2 separate regions of the Sus scrofa genome follow, and region 1 is linked to region 2. A link is a contact called in public HiChIP or PLAC-seq data. All regions are on one chromosome and are shown on one strand. Each heading gives the region's core, a stretch centred on a gene start, on an enhancer-like site or on the middle of the called end of the contact. The rest is flanking DNA. Distances are from core to core; before and after follow the strand shown. Region 1 holds the start of SLC25A4 (ADP/ATP translocase 1). Region 2 holds the start of ACSL1 (acyl-CoA synthetase long-chain family member 1).

Evidence for each region. HiChIP or PLAC-seq counts read pairs in DNA pulled down with a chosen protein or histone mark.
Region 1: an H3K27ac HiChIP or PLAC-seq map of skeletal muscle shows a contact between it and region 2. The contact joins the promoter of SLC25A4 here to the promoter of ACSL1 in region 2. A contact is called at or near these places in 7 of 47 Hi-C or Micro-C datasets (fetal heart ventricle, heart right ventricle, liver and 2 more) and 1 of 2 datasets of contacts at active chromatin or transcription factors (skeletal muscle).

What each region holds. Positions count from the first base shown.
Region 1 is chr15:46,192,174-46,194,873 of Sscrofa11.1, reverse strand. SLC25A4 (ADP/ATP translocase 1) reads right to left here and starts at 1,376. Exons shown (of 4, transcript XM_003133345.4): 1 at 914-1,376. The coding sequence starts at 1,024.
Region 2 is chr15:45,931,669-45,934,368 of Sscrofa11.1, reverse strand. It overlaps ACSL1 (acyl-CoA synthetase long-chain family member 1), which reads left to right and starts at 1,257. Exons shown (of 21, transcript NM_001167629.2): 1 at 1,257-1,300.

The sequences.
Region 1 (2,700 bases), core at 127-2,626, 260 kb before region 2:
GACGTGATGGGCAGGAGATGGCCATTCTTCAGTCTGTCTCTAGTCTCCCTAGAAACCAAGATCTCTGAGTAGAAGGATCTCCAACATAAGTAGAAAGAATCTGCTAGGTATTACAGCCTGAAATTTTCAAGGAGATTATCCAAGTAATTAATTACTGAGGAGTTGTTTCGCTGGGCAATTTGTGGGGGTTTTCTTGTTAGTGATCATTCTGACTTCCCAACTGAGGAGGCCTAATTCCTCATTGAGGGTCCCTTGCCTTTTGGGCAAGTGGAGGAGGAAAAAAAAAAAAAGAGATGATGAGCACAAGCCATTTAGACACCAGGCTGGAGAGGAAAAGATGTGGGAAAAGGATAAGTCGATCCAAGTTGATGAAAACTCTTTCTTAGTCTCTCAAAACCTGTTTCTTCATGTGTAAAATGGGGGAAATAACACCTGTCTTGCAGAGGTCATACAAAGATGAATAACGTAATAGGTTATGTCAGTCTAGAGTACAGCGATCGGGACACCGTGATAACCTTGAGTAATAATTATTTTAATGTCTTTATTGTAAAAGGTGGATGCAGGTAAGAGGGTGCAAGGGACATTGACAAGAAAGGAGTCTGACCCAAGAGGCCTAAGAGTTATGCCCGCGCTGTCCCCGGAGCAGGATCTGGCTGGCTGCAACCTACTTGGGGTGGGTTTCCATATATAGACACCCGCGCGCGGGGCGCCACCCGACACCAAGAATCCGCTACTGACGCTGGACCCGTCTCTGCGCAGAGGGCACCTTCCCCTTCGCGCAGGCCGTGCGCTGGGCCCGGGCCTAGCGCGGCTCTTCGGCAGCCCAGCGCCCTGCTCCCTCTCGCCCCACGGCTCTCCTGGGCCCCGCGCGTCCGGCCCCGCGCTCCCCTCGCCGCACCCGCGCTGTCCTCACCTGCAGCAGCAGTTTGACCCTCTCGATGGGGGCGACCGCGGTCTTGGAGATGGCAGCGGCGACGCCGCCAGCCAAGAAGTCCTTCAGAAAGCTCCAAGCCTGATCACTCATGGTGACAGCCGGGCGCACACCGCCTCCGGGAGCCGCGCTCTCGCTTTCTCTGCCCGGCCTGACACGGCCACCCCTGCTCAGTCCCTGCGCAACGCGAAGGGGCCGCTTGTCTCGCCCTGCAACCCGCCTTATATGCCCCGCCCAGCCTCTCGCGAGAGGAGGAGGGCCCCGGGGCCGTGCGCGCCCCGCGCATTGGCTGGGCAGGTGCTCGGACCCCCCGGCGCCCCCACCTCTCCAGAGGGCAACGGGGGCGAAGGCGCTTCCGGGAGGCAGGGGTGGGCCGGGGGCTGTGCCTCCACCTGGGACGTTTAAAGGGCAAATTCATGTTATCTGTCCCGCGACGAGAGGGAACACCGTGTCTCTGCAGCATGTGGGCAGCTGTATTTATAGCACAAGGAGGCTTAGGCCGGGCCGGACCTGGGCACGGACACGGGACCCGCGGCCTCCAGCCGGGCTCGCCTTAACCTCCGGCCTGCACGCGACCCGCTACTGGCCAAGGCATTTCACGTTATTTTTTCTTCTTCCTTGCAACGGTGTCCTTCACCAGAACTCCCTGCCTGGATGTGGTCCTCTTCCGAGTTGTGCGCTCTCACAGATAAATTAAGATCCGCCAGAATAAATACACTAAATTTACTTGATGCCGTGATTGCTTCATATAATCTGGCGAACTGCTGAATCCCTCTTCTCTTCATTCAATCTTTCAGTCATTCATTCTGCTATCAAATGTTTCTGTGCCCAGCACCCAGTGGCACCAGGACAGCCCAAATACAAGGGGCCGCTAGGTGAATACCTGTTTTAGCAAGTTGTATGTTGCTTTACTCTCAGGTCAGGCTGTCACCCCGTGACACACAGCCCCTGATAACACTGAGAACAGGAATTTATAGAACACTTTTTCTTTCTTTCTTTCTTCCTTCCTTTTTTTTTTTTTTTTTTTCCTTTTTGTAAATCCCTTAAGGGCTTAATGTTCCGCTCTGCTCTCAATGGAATCTCAGCACATGTTCTGGGCAGAATGTTCTCAGGCAGCTGGCGGCTTCTAGAGGGTCAGTGCAGTTCCCTTTCCATTGGAATAGCTGGGTGACCAGGATGTTAAGTAAGAGAAAGTCGAAGCCTTAGCTGTACTTGTCTCTTTTTAATAGAGACCTTGGGTTGGGGAGATATATACTATCTAGTCCTAGGAATTGATGGCAATTTGTTTTTTCAACCATATTACTATGAGCTTTGATTTTTCCTTAACTCATTTTTTTTAGACAGGTAATATAATCATACAGGTTTTCAAATGCATCTGTTCCTTTCCCTAGAATGATCTAAACTCTTTACACTTCTCAGTTCTCTTGCTAAGTTTATCAGTGTTCCTTTGTACACTGGACAAAGTTTATTCATTTTTTCACAAGCTTACTGCTGAGTGCAGACAGACATAGTGTTGGTATTGAGCGAGCTGCCCCTCTGTGTCACCCTGGGTCTAGAGGCTCCAGTAGAACAGAGGTCACTTGTTGGGTGCCAGGACCACAGAGGGTATGCGTTTATCCGAGATTGGAGCAGGCTAGAGTTCAGAAATCCAGTGAACTGTATGAAAGCTTATCGAAGTGCAAATTTACCAAGGTCAGAGCAGGCAGAAGGTCAAGAATTCAGCATAAACACAAAAGCCATTTATGCATTCACTCAACAAACACTTCTGT
Region 2 (2,700 bases), core at 8-2,507:
CCCAGTGACAGTCCTTAGGCTACTGTCATACAGTCAGCCTGAGTATTGTCACATAGTTAAGGTTGAGTATGAGGCCTGAGTGAGCACAAGCTCACACCAAAGTCAGTACAAGTACATTCGCCTATTACGGACTGCTCTGGAGGCAGATTGCCTGAGGCCCAGTGTACTTCTGCCCTCACTAGCTTTCGACCTCCCCGTACCTCTGTGTCCTCATCTGTAAAAAGGGACTAATGACAGCACCCATCTCATAAGGTTATGATGAAGATTCAATAGGATAATTGTGAAATGTTTCAGTAAAGGCTGTCATTATTAGAGGCATTATAAAAATAATTCTTCTCATGCCTCAAACTCAAAGCAGTTCCAGATAAGAGCCGGCCATGCAGTGCTGGACACAAGTACCACTGTAACCAGGACCTCGGTTATTAGAGGTTAAGGTACCAGCAGACCTCAGGGGGCTAAGAGGAACAATAACATTTGGGCTAGGAGCCTGAAAAAAGCTGGCCTCTGAAAGGCCCCTAATGGGCATCGCATGGATGCAGACAGTAGCCCTCAAAACCGCACCGCCAGGGCTGAGCAGCAGACAGGCCCCAAGAACTTGGCAGGTGAACACTGCCATTAGTGACGTGGAACCAGTGCGCGGCCCCAGCTATACCCGGGGTGATCTCTTCGGTTGCTTCATGTCCAGGCAGCTGCAGAAGTACAGACTGGGGCCTTCCCAGCCAGGTCTGTGGCAAAACCCCACGTGGGAGCAGTGGTGAAACCGGGTTAAAAGGAGTCCTGCACATCGTTGCCAAATAAAATAGGAAAAGAAAGCCCCCGCCCGCCAAATCAGCGGGGCACGCGGTTGCGGAAGGAAGACACGAAAGGGCGTCTCCCGGCCTCCAACTGCACCGCAGACTTCTGGGCTGAACCGCCACAATTTGCTCTTTGCCCCCCTCGGATTCGTTATGAAATCCCGGGACAGTTAGGGCTACTTCAGAGGCGTTTCCCCAACGCTTCCCGGAACTCCCCCACCTGCTGCCCGGCCGGCACGCGCGCGACCTGACGGGAAGGCCGGCGCGCGGCGGGTGGGCGGGACCTGATGTGGGGGCGTGTTCTGTGATGGGGCGGGGCCTGAGAACCGGGCAGGGCGGGCGCGGCACGCGCACCGGCAGCAGCCTGTCTCCACAGCGGTAGGGGCTGGGGCACAGCCAGCTCACGGCGGCGACGGCGGCGCCCTTAAATAGCATTCGGAGCCAGTGCAGGGCAGGCAGTGGGCTGCGGTGACAGCCGGCGGCGAACCGCCTGGCCTGCGGAGGAGGTGAGTGCTCCTGCCGCGAGGAACCGTGTCCGTGCACGCTGTGGCCCCGAGGTCTTAGCGGAGCCGCGAGGCTGATGCTGCTCCGCCGGCAGGAGCCTGGGAGGCGGCGGCCTCAGCAGAGGCGCGCGAGCCGGCCCTCGGCTAGCCGGGACGTGCCGCTTTTCCGGCCTCTGCCCTGCGGCCCCCTGGGTTCCCGCTGCAACTGAGGCCTCCGGGCCGCCCGAGCCGCCGCCGCTTCCTGTGCCGGAGCCGGGGATATCGGCCCTCGGCTCCCTGCGGACGGCGCCGGGCTGGTGCACCGCGGCGTGTGGGTGACGCGGGCCGCGGGACTGGATCCTTATTTTTATGACGGCGAGGACCGGCCTGGCGAGAAGCGGGACCCGGGGCTGCAGATGCGAGGGATGATCCCGCGGCGCGGTGACGGTGCTCTCTCGGTCCGACCTCCCTCCTGCCCCTGGGCGGGGTTTGAGGCGCGCTCCGATCGCGCGTGGACGCATCGGTGCAGGCTGTGACCCAGCCTCCGCGCGATGGTGGCTCCTGCGCGCGGCGCTTGCGGGAGGGTCAAAGGCAGCATCGGAAGCGGGTTGCCACATGTGGAAATTCTCGCGGTGCCTCCACAGTAGTGCCCGTGCCGCTGCGCAGAGCTGTGATGGAGTGAGTCATTTGAGGAGTCTGGCATTTTTTGAAAATAGGAAGCAAAAATGATGCTATCTATCACCTTGCAGCCTAGACGGAGAGTGCTGGTAGGTGGCTTGAACGAACACGTGGACGAGAACCTAGAGACGGATGCTCTCGCCAATCAGTGTGTACGTTAGAATAGCACACCCCTTCCTCACCCAACCTACTTCCAAGGTTATGGAGCTTAATTAAGACCATTATAAAAGTGCCCTTGCCTTTTAAAGTTCAGACTTCTAAGCTTCTTGTTAGTGCAGGAATAAGTGCCCCAACTGTTAATATGCTTCCTTTTATTTTCTAAATTTATTTTTTATTTTATTTGTTTTATTTTTTGGCCCCACCTGGGGCATGTGGAAACTCCTGGGCCAGGGATGGAACCCGTGCCACAGCAACGACCGGAGCAGCTGCAGGGACAACCCCAGATCCTTAACCCGAAGCACTATAAGAGAACTCCCCTTCCTTTAGACCAAGAGAAACTGCTTAAATTCCAGTTTCTGACACAAATTTCATCTATGATTATCTCACTGTAAACAGTTATTTACTTAAACACTTAAACAAAAAGCCAATCAAAGCCTTCTGGCTGATTGAGCATTTTCAGGTGGAGGTGGCAGGTCAGGTTGATTTAAAACCTAAGGTGTGAGTTGACAGTCTGGTTGGGTGGGCTTGAGAAGGTGGACTTTTAAAGGAAACCTTGCTTCCCATCAGTGTGGAGCCAGGCTTGGGAG